Regions from separate parts of the Mus musculus genome. Here all the other regions are linked to region 1. Evidence: chromatin contacts called from public HiChIP or PLAC-seq and promoter capture Hi-C data. All regions are on one chromosome and are shown on one strand. Each heading gives the region's core, a stretch centred on a gene start, on an enhancer-like site or on the middle of the called end of the contact. The rest is flanking DNA. Distances are from core to core; before and after follow the strand shown. Region 1 holds the start of Fstl5 (follistatin-like 5). Region 2 has its middle 350 kb from the start of Gm36288. Region 3 has its middle 21 kb from the start of Gm23644.

Evidence for each region. Promoter capture Hi-C pulls out the DNA fragments that hold promoters and counts their contacts. HiChIP or PLAC-seq counts read pairs in DNA pulled down with a chosen protein or histone mark.
Region 2: a promoter capture Hi-C map of stem cell-derived epiblast-like cells shows a contact between it and region 1, with 7 times the contacts expected there. The contact joins the enhancer-like site here to the promoter of Fstl5 in region 1. A contact is called at or near these places in 9 of 39 promoter capture datasets (the 3T3-L1 cell line, the C10 cell line, the HPC-7 cell line and 5 more), 1 of 484 Hi-C or Micro-C datasets (cerebellum), 1 of 115 datasets of contacts at active chromatin or transcription factors (astrocytes) and 1 of 9 other capture datasets (adipose tissue).
Region 3: an H3K27ac HiChIP or PLAC-seq map of VIP interneurons shows a contact between it and region 1, with 6 times the contacts expected there. The contact joins the enhancer-like site here to the promoter of Fstl5 in region 1. A contact is called at or near these places in 8 of 39 promoter capture datasets (the C10 cell line, cranial neural crest, embryonic stem cells and 5 more) and 1 of 115 datasets of contacts at active chromatin or transcription factors (VIP interneurons).

Annotation. Positions count from the first base shown.
Region 1 is chr3:76,073,029-76,076,528 of GRCm38.p6, forward strand. Fstl5 (follistatin-like 5) reads left to right here and starts at 1,533. Exons shown (of 16, transcript NM_178673.4): 1 at 1,533-1,946.
Region 2 is chr3:78,061,162-78,064,661 of GRCm38.p6, forward strand. No RefSeq gene overlaps it. Among named protein-coding and RNA genes, the nearest start is that of Gm36288, 350 kb to the right of the region's middle. Within about 2 kb of position 1,595, at least 3 of the 459 cell types and tissues checked have an H3K27ac peak or open chromatin away from gene starts, as enhancers often do. A contact at or near this core is called in stem cell-derived epiblast-like cells, where this site is marked.
Region 3 is chr3:77,082,092-77,085,591 of GRCm38.p6, forward strand. No RefSeq gene overlaps it. Among named protein-coding and RNA genes, the nearest start is that of Gm23644, 21 kb to the right of the region's middle. Within about 2 kb of position 1,605, at least 1 of the 459 cell types and tissues checked has an H3K27ac peak or open chromatin away from gene starts, as enhancers often do. A contact at or near this core is called in VIP interneurons, where this site is marked.

The sequences.
Region 1 (3,500 bases), core at 283-2,782:
CCCATGAATTACCTTTCATTTCCTGCCATGGTTTCTAAAACTGTCATTAAAAGTGCACCAGGAACAGAAACAATAAATCTACGCGCACGCGCATGTGTGTCCACATAATGAGCAGCTCAAAATAACATTTGCCATTTATATATTAACATAAAGTTGGTAGTCGCCAGAGGAGACCAAAGCATGGCAGATTGCTCTGCATCTGAGAATTATTGTCTTTGTTTGTTAAAGATGCTTTCCCAGGAAACCCAAGTTGATCATCTAATTAACGTTGCTGGGAACACAGGAGTGGTCCCAGTGAGAAGTTTGCTTAGATTCCTGGAAAACGATGAAGAACTCGTGTAATCCTGTGGAAAATAGCACATTTAATAGTAGGTGTTTTTTAAAAAAAATGATACACATTTTATGAAAAAGCTTTATGTAATTAAAAATCGTGGGCTTAGTTTTATATACTACTTTCTGTTCAATTAACACTAGGTGTAGGAAGTTTGTGTGGAAGGTATGGGGCTGTACCTGGAGTGGTTTTTTTGTTTGTTTTTGGTGGGTTGTTTTTTGTTTTTGTTTTTGTTTTTTTTTGTTTTTGTTTTTTTTGGTTTTTGTTTCCTTCACAAGTCAGAGATCACTGTGGATGTGACCTGTCTGGGCCTCTTCCTTTGTCAAAGTCCTTTTTGTAGCATCCTGGGACAAGGAAGATCATACACACTGAGAGAACTGCTAAAAGCTGTGACACTGCTTCCAGCCTGTTCCATCTTTCATAGAACAAGTGATGTATCGGACATAATAAAAACTGTACAAGCTTCTTGGTTTGGCGATGAGAGTTGAAGCTGAGAACTTTCAAACAAAGCATTATTAATATGAGCTTCTAAAATCCTGCCATCTCCAATTCTATGAAGCTTATCATAAACTAAACAGTCACATGGCAAAAAAAAAAAAAAAAAAATCCTGTTTCGGAGAGGTGGCAAGCATTACAAGCTTTCAAATACCCTTCCTGCGCTCAGATATTTTTAATTCTTTTCCAGTCAAGTTTCTGCAGCAGGGCCTCACTCCAAGAGCCCCATATAGGAGCAGAAGTCTGAATCAGGTACCCACCCACAACCAAATGAGAGAGAAAGTTTGGTCTGGAAGATTAAAGGGTCTGATGCATGAGACAGGACTGGATGACTTCTTGGTGCGCAGTTCTTTACCTCACAGTCCCATACTAGGAAGCCTGGTCTCCCTAGCGGGCTGTGAGGTCGCAGAGTCCCGGGATCCGCGGTCCCAGCGAAGGAGGAGGCGCAGACACCGCCGCAGCCTTTATAGTTTCTGCTGGGCTCCGCGAATGGAGCATAAAGTCCGACCAATGCCCAAATGCTGATTTTAATCTTGAGTCTGGTCCTCTGGATTGCGGTAGCTGAACCCATCAGAAGCCCAGCCAAGGGGCCGCCCCTCACCTCCTGGAGAGTTAATATGCAAAACAGTTACGTCAGATGTGGGGGCGGGGCACACCGGGGTTGACGGGCAGCCTGGCTTTTGCGGAGGGAGGAGGCGCGAGAATCATCCTGGTTCAGTGACTGAGACAAACTGGACGTGAGCGGAGCTGGTGCTGTCCACAGAGTGTCGGTGCTGAACCCCGGGTGTAAGGGATCGCCTGCTTGGGCACCTGGAGGCAACGCCCACTGGAACCCTATGTGCCCAGTGGGACCCGCTTCACCACAGGACCCAATTTAACTTGACAAAGGAGTGCGACTCGGACGTGGGAGAGACTCCTATGTTTGCAATCTGGGCGCCCACTCAGGCGTGACTTTGGAGATTCTGTAGTTCTAACTCAAAGTATTTGGATTTTTTTTCCAACCTAAGAGGATCTTTTCATCGTTATTATTTTTCTTTTTTCTTTTTTACACTGTGACTCATATTTTCACATCATTTAGAAATCTTTTTGGAGGACTTTTTTGTTTTTTACTTCAAATAAGGTAAGAATAGAATATTGTTATAAATGATTGCAAGTGGGTGAGAAATGCAGGCAGCCGTGAAAAAATTTAAAAATAAGTTATTTTTATTTCTATAATTTGAGACAGGACTTTGGAAATAATTATAAAAATTAATAATTTGATACAATAGAGATGCTCTTCTAATAATACTGAAGACCACGATTATTAAAGTGTTAAGGAAGTTGAGAGCTGTCTGTTTTTGTGAACTTAATGTCATGATACATCTTGCTTTATCAGTGTAAATATTTTAGATGAATACTTGTAGTGTGGCTTGGGTTTGTAACTGTTCAATATCAAGCCCACAAATATGTGTATGGATGTGATAAAAATTTCCAAGTTCTTTAAAATGCATTTAATTTAAAAGCATATTTGAATGACCTACTGTTTGCATAATAAATAATATTTTGTGTGTCTGAAACATGAATTGCAAAGTGCTGAGCTTGTTAACATGGTTTGGAGGGGAGACGGAAGGGATAGGGCTATTTCTGCCAGGCTGGCTTCATTTACATATGTTGTTGTGCAGCGGGTGCAAATAAAACTAGTGAAACTCAGTCTGTGAGGATTTCACACCCAAGGTCCTGTGAATTTCCAAGTTGGGGACTGCTTGTTCTGCTATTTCCTAGTAGATGTCATCTCTCCCCAGCCCGTCAGGTCAGAGGTGAATGCAAATGAGATACTCTGATTTAATAATATAGTATCAGCTTACATTATAGTGTTGACTGCTTAGGTGATTGAGTGAGGCAGGTAAGCTTGGGTTGAGAAGATGTCTTGCTATTTCATCAACCTTTAACCTCTTGCATGCTTAACAGAGAACGTTTTTGACTTAAAAGGTTTCACGTGAAGCTATGTTCCTTTTGTCATTTGGCAGTGTGATCTGAGTGTGTTTTGAAAGGAGAACTTGGTATGGATAAACACCATACAAGACTGCTCATAGTGAGCAAACACTAAATGGTGGAAGTTACTTGGTGTTCCCATAGATAGTGCTATTGTTCACACATGTATTAAACAGATGAGATATGTCTGGGAAATGGTGTGATTCTCCATTCATGGCATTCAGTGACATTAGATGGAGGAGAAAGAGTGCCTAGAAAAAGTCAAAGCTTGTTTCATTACAATTCTTGTGTTAATCGGAATAGGTGAGCTGTAGTGCTGCTTCCTACTTGACTGTCTGAACTCACCAAGCTGTGCACATCATCAAGGTGTAGTAAGTTAAGTTCATGTGTGTTGGATGTTAAAATGTCTTAGGCATTTGCACAATAGTTACATTAGAGTTACTGGGATGAAGTTTAGGTGCATATGGTTTTAAGTCATTCATCTGAGTAGAGGTTTTTTTCATTTTGTTTATATCACAGCTTCTAGGGGAGGGATTGCTACAAGACATGCATATTGCTGCAGATTATCCTGAGCTAAAGTGAATCCTCTTACACTGTTACCTGTTTCTCACTTAACAAATATTCTTTGTAGGATTCATGCTAGTCATTAGTCCATGTGTTTAAATGTTCATACATAAATAAAAATTTGAACAAGTAGACTCAT
Region 2 (3,500 bases), core at 345-2,844, 2.0 Mb after region 1:
TACTCCTAGTCATATGCACACTTACACATAGTCTCAATGACACAAACATACAGATAAAGAAGGGGGAAGGAAGAGGGAAAGGGAGAGGGATGAAGGGAGAGGGAGAGAGAGAGAGAGAGAGAGAGAGAGATTGCCATTTGCAAACACAACATTTTGAAATAAGAAAACAGTATTTTTTTGTCTCTAGATTTTTTTTAGTTCTCTTTGCTATTTCTCTGGGTCATGAAATTTCAATCACAGCTATTTTTGGCATTTTGAAAGAGATAATTGATTTTTTTTTTCGTCTTTTGTGTCACTGAGTTCAGACTACATAGAAGGGAATGGAGAAGAAAATTAATCATACAAGGATTATGCCATATTTTAGAGAATATGAACTTTGCATGTACATATGTGTGGATGTTCTGTGTGTATACATGTGTGAATACATCCATGCATATATGTGTGTGTGTGTGTGTGTGTGTATCTGAGTTTGAGCACATGTATTTTTTCTCTCTTGCTATAAACTATATCAGTAAAGATTGCTGTCAAAGCATTTTACTATTGAACTTTTCTTTATCCAGGTCTGAATGATTTAAGGAACAATGACACTAGACCTGTCATGTTCAAGAAATGGTCTCAAACAAGCACAACCACAAATCCTTTAAAAAAAGGTCATGGCTGATGCAAAAGCCAATAGAAATAGGAGATTATGTTAGGCAGACTTTTTGTCCCTGTGACAAAATGCCTGACAGGGATGATTTAAAGGAGGGAAGATTTATTTCTTATTTTTTTCTCATATTTTCAGAAGTTTTAGTCCACTGCAGTGAAAGAACAGAGTGGAGCATAGCACCTAACATTACAGGAATAAAAGGTAGAGAAGAGGGAGGATGGGAGGATGTGCTTATAGGACTTTGCTCTTTCAGGTCCAACCCCTCTTATCTATGCTGGGCTTCACTCACTCCATTGCAAAAGGCAAACCAAATTCAACAAGTTTTTACTCCTTTATTCTGGAAACACTCTCACATACACAGCCAGAACTTACTACATGACTCCCCTAAGAGCTTCTCTGTTCAGTTGACAATCAAGATTAACCCGTCAAAGACAGGCAGATAAAAACGAGTATTAATGCAGATTTCTCCAAATATTTATTTTTGTTCTTTTTCATGTCCACTATCTAAGTGATATTAAAAGAATATGCCAACTATATTTTATTTTAATAATTAATAATTTAACAACTAAGCAATACTTATGCCTAATATTAGGTATTTTGCTATGAATTTTGACTATATTACTTCTTCTATAAAGGCAGTGCTGAGTGCTTCATATATTTACCGACTAGGAAGAATTTCTATATTGTTGCTTCTACCTCATTTTTGCCCTTCTCTCTCAGACTTACTTTGAATGGGTATGTGACTTTCTGCCTCATAATGCTCTTCTTATATAATCATATTGCCTTTGAAAAGGTCATTTCAGAACCTTTTGGAAAATTCCATCAGACCCTTCTCCTCCTGAAAGGGAAGGCTAATTAACATTCAGCAGGACAGACAGGACCTGCAAGTGGGGGAGGCCTAGACCAAATAAACACATTCCGCAGGGCAGACAGACCATAGGTCACCTGCAGGGGGTGGGGGTGGGGAGTCTAGAGCATGTAACATTCTGCAAGACTGACTCTGCCACCTCATTCCCTAGAGACCAATCAATTGAAAAGTCACAATGTTCTGCCAATCACATTGTGCCTAATGCTATGTATGAAAAACTGTATAAAGACTGACCACATGGCCACACGGGGGCAAAGGAAGGGGGAGCGTCACTTTTTCTTCTTCGGGTGTAGGATGACCCTCATGAATTGGAACAATAAATTTCTCTTACTTTTTGCATCAATTCCTGGCTCCATGTGGTTCACTCAGGGGTTCCCCAGGTATGCTAAGGCTCTCTGTATTGAATTAATACAAGTAGCAGAACCGTTTGAAACCATTTGTGCCTTGATCTAAAAATGAATCATTTATTCATCTTTAGAAAACAACTGTAATATCTACCTTATACTTACAATCTTACATGTCAATTTTCTTTGCTGTTCTGCTTTAACAACTCAGTCTATAAACACCACTATAACCCATATCCAGCTACTCCAGCCAGCCTATTCATCCTTCTCCAGAGACTCCCTGACCCTACCTTCCATGTACCCTTCTGACTTGCCAGATCTAGCCTGGATCAGACATTCAGGGTTCATGCCCAGTCTGGGCACTACTATCTCCACTACAATCAAAGTCTAGGATTCTGAAAAGACACGACCTGACTGTCCTTAATGACAGGTCCCTCTCATACCCATAGGAGCTCTACATCCGGCCATATCTCCTTGTACACTCCAGGCTTGGAATAGAACATGCACCCTACACACAGGCTCAGTCTCTTTTGTCCACCTGAATTCATTCCACACAAGTCATTTCCAAACTCTGGGCCCAACCTACCTTCATTCACATTCTTTCTTCTTCTCCAACATGCTGTGTCCATACCAGATAGACACAGAATTAACAAGAGAAGTCAAAGAGGTCAAAAAAGAGAAAAAACAAAACAAAACAAAACAATGAAATTAGGGGAAAAAGGACAAAGAGAACAAATGCCTGAGTAACATCCAAGAAAACACAAGACATCATAGAAATGATCGAAACAATCCAAGACATGAAAATAGAATTCAAAAAAACAGATGAACACATAAAGCTGGTGAAAATCATCAAGTGACCTTTTTGGGTAAACATGAAAAATGGGAATAAAGTCTCTGAATAATGAGGAATAAGAATAATGAGGAATAAGAGGTATAAAAACATGAAAATAAATGTAAGGATGTCTGAAAAGTTTCCAAAGAATCACACTATTAACTATTTACTTATAATACACATAATTTGCCTATGATATATACAAGTTATATCTATCTATACCTCTAACTCTATATCTATGTATGCATGTGCGTGTATATATATACACACACACACATATAATTTTTCAAATGAAAATTTTCCATCTTAGTTGACAGTGCTCCTTCTATGAGTCAAAGACTATCTAACAAAAATCCCAACACTTGGCACTAGAAGCCTTCTTTTAAGTCATTAGTCAGATTTATTCAAGAAATGCCTAAAATAATACAAGACATAGTTTTACCTTTGTTTCACTTTTTACTGTATAAAGTACATTCCTATTGCAGTTCAGAAGCAGGGCCCAGAGACCTGAGCTAGAACTGACACGAAAGCTTCCTCTCAGAGTATTAGATTTCATGATACCAGAAGGCACCAAAGCTTCTAAAGGAGGGAAACAACCAAAACACCTATGCACATATGTTACCTATAAACTAAATCCATGTCCAGTATAGCATGATAAAACAGAACATTCACCACTGACACTCATACCTTGGCAGTAACCAACTGCTCTCCAATTGAATTAAAATCAAGCTTAAAAGAAGGAAATCATGCCTTTTAGGAGAAATCTAGCCAACTACAAAGGGATAGTAAAGTCTTAGATATTGGAGA
Region 3 (3,500 bases), core at 355-2,854, 1.0 Mb after region 1:
TCTGGGACTTTCTAGTGGCTACCCCCAATTCTCCATCCCTCACTCTTACATACCTTCTTTCAATTTCCTGACCCTCTGTACTTCTCCCCTGTCTCCTTCCACAACTGATTCATCCCCCTTTTCCCTCCCCTTTTCTATCCCTCCCATGTTCCTCCCTCTACTGCTCCTGATTATTTTGTTCCCCCTTTTAAATAGGACTGAAGCATCCACACTTTTGTCTTCCTTCTTATGATTCATATGTTCTGTGGGAGTTGTATCCTTGGAATTCCAATATTTTGAGCTAATATCCACTTATCAGTGTGTACATAACATGTGTATTCTTTTGTGACTGGGTTATCTCACTCAGGATATTTTCTAGTTCCATCCATTTACCTGCAAATTTCATGAAGTCATTGCTTTTAATAGCTGAGTAGTACTCCATTGTATAAATGTACCTTATTTTCTGTATCCATTCCTCCGTTGAGAAAAATCTGGGTTGTTTTCAGCTCTGGCTATTATAAATAAGGCTGCTTTGAAAAGAGAAAAGCATGTGTCCTCGTTATATTTCAGAACATCTTTTGGGTATATGCCCAGGACAGTATAGTCCTCAGGTAGTACTATGTCCTCAGGTAGTACTATGTCCAATTTTCTGAAAAAGCACTAGAGTGATTTCCAGAGTTGTTGTTCCAGATTGCAACCCACCAGCAATTGAGGAGTGTTCCTCTTTTTCCACATCCTTGCCAGCATCTGCTGTCACCTGGGATTTTGATCTGAGCCATTCTGACTGGTATGAAACAGAATCTCAGGGTCATTTTGAATTGCATTTCTCAGATGACAAAGGATGTTGAACATTTCTTTCCATGCTTCCATTTTCATTGTTTCTCTTAGCTTGGGTATACAACTTTCATTCAGTTCTACGAAATATTAATTTCTTTATGTGTGTCTGAACCCAGTTTTCATTCAGTAGTAATTTCTTGAGTTTCCCCAAGTTTGTAAGCTTGCTGTTGATTCTGTTGTTGATATCCACCTTATATCCACAGTGGTCTGAGAGGAAGTGGGGTGTTATTTCATTTTGTTGTACCTGTTAAGACCTCCTTTTTGTTGCTGATTTGGGGGATAGTATAATGAGCTGCTGAGAAAAAGGTCTATTCTTTTTTATTTGGATTAAATATTCAGTAATAGCTGTTAGGTACATTTTATAGTGGAATGTTAGTCAAATAGCATGGCTACTCTGGGAAGAGATCACATCCAAAGATCTAAGTCTATGTGATTTGGCTAGAATTCAAACATGTCCTTATTATAGATTTAAATCCAAATAACAAAGTCAGTTTTACTTTCTAGAAGCAAGCAGCCATGTTTGGAAGTGATTTCTAATTGAGGGGTAAAGTGTTAAATTACAGAAAGATTCGACAAAATGAGCTAGAGATAGGTAGGATATGCCCAACTCATACAAGAACGACACAGAAAAGAGAAGAAACTTATGAGAGCAGAGTGGGGTTGGGGGTCACATTTTTAATAGGAAAGATTTACAGGCACTGGTTGAAGGTAAAGACAGAATATACCAGAGAAGGTAAAGAGCCAGACTATTAGAACAAATTGCCAGAGTTAGAGGCCAAAGAGAGCAATTCAGTCAGAAAATGAGAGAACCCAGTTTGAATTGTTCAGCTTGGAGAGAAATTCGGGCCAGAGCAGCTGAATTTAACCAGCCTGTCAGAATTCAGAAAGATTTAGAAAGAGTGAGTTTATTCTTCAGTAAGTGTCTGAGATGACAATTACACCCAAGGAGTGAAAGGTATTTATACATCTGGATTGAATAAGGGAGCTTGGAAGATTAGATTGTATGGGGACTAGAAATGTCCAGGGCTAGGTCTAGGGATAGTTAGAACAGAGAAGGAAACACACTGAGCTGATCCCAAGCCATGTATTCACACAGCTTGCAGATGGCTTTCATCACATCACTTTATCTTAGGAAATAAAAGTTAATTTTAGATCATTTGGTTTATAATATTTGTTAGGTCCAACATTTTTCTGTTTAGTTTTATTCTGGAATATCAGCCTATGGCTGAGTTACCAAATGCCACTGTTTGAGGGCAAATACATCATTTTAAGCTGCAGTAGTCTTTCTTTCTTAATCTCATGCAGTGAGAATTTTGGTTTATTAAGAACTCCAGTTATGTTATGTCATCATGCCTTTGTTTTAATCTCAGGTGTGGGATATCAGGCTGCTTCAGATTGTCCACATTCACTAACTGTAATTTTTTCTCATGATCTCAGAGAGGGTGTGATTTTTGCCAGCTGAACAGAGTCAATGTTGGGGATTCAGAGAACTCTTGAGAAGGTATAAATATGAGAGCCAGAGAGGGCTTGGGGCAGCGTTTGCTCCCTGTAATGCTTCCCATACTCCTGCAGCTGTCAGCTGCTGGTGGTTCCTGCTATTGTATATACTGCCTTCATTATTACTGAACTCTGGATTGCTAGGTTGCTGGATTACTGATTGCTGGTTGGAGATATTCTTATGACATAGATTGGACATGGCCCTAGGAACTCATTGGCTCTAGTCAGCAGGAAATAATCAGAAGAGATCTATGCCCCCTTTCCCCTCTAACCATCTAACCCTTCTCACCTACCTCGTACTGAGGGGTTGGAATGGATTGGGGTGAAGTAGGGGGGTAGATATTGTTAGGGCCTTGGTAAAGTATTAAGGCCTATATGGAATATAAAGCCCTGCACAAAATGTTTAGAACTAGGTAACACTTACCTGGCTAGCATGCCACTATAAGGAAATTTTCACATGTGTTTCAGTTGTTACTAGGAAACGTTCTAATGTTCCACATTTTGTTATTATCTGTGCATTGGAAACCACTCATGATAAAAGGCAATAGAACTGTTTTTTATAATTACCCACAATATGCTTGAAACTAAAACAACCACCCAAGAGAACTTCTTGTACCTGTGTATAAGCTTTAATGGTTTAAACTGCCTTTGGGCTATATCCCAACATAAGAGATACAGGTGACCCAATATAAGAAATTATTTGGAATAAGGTTTCCATTTTGAGTAGATGTCAGGGAATGTTTTAGTTCCCAGACCTCCCTGGGAGCTGACAACTTACCTGGCAGAGAGACATGTATGTGGTTAACTGACATTGGCAAGTTAACACATGAATGTTAGACAAGTACCATACAAGTAGACAAGTTAGAGCATCAGTATTAGACAAGGCAAAACCCCTGCCTTGAATACATTGACTAATGGGAGCAAGGTAAATGAACAGAAATGACTTGTTCCTAATGAAATCCCCATATCCTTAAATCCTGAGTGGTGAAATAACTTGGCAAAAACATTTGTGGATTTTGGCATTAAAAATTCTGTAGGATCTTAATTCATGTGTTGGTCCCCATTTTGTCCCTGATTTGCGCCTTGAGGACAAACCTGAGCCTGGCTTGAGTTTTGAGACCAGTCTCGATAGCTTCCTTATCAGGGAGACTCAGCAAGACCTGTTTGGCCCTGCCTCTGCATCATCA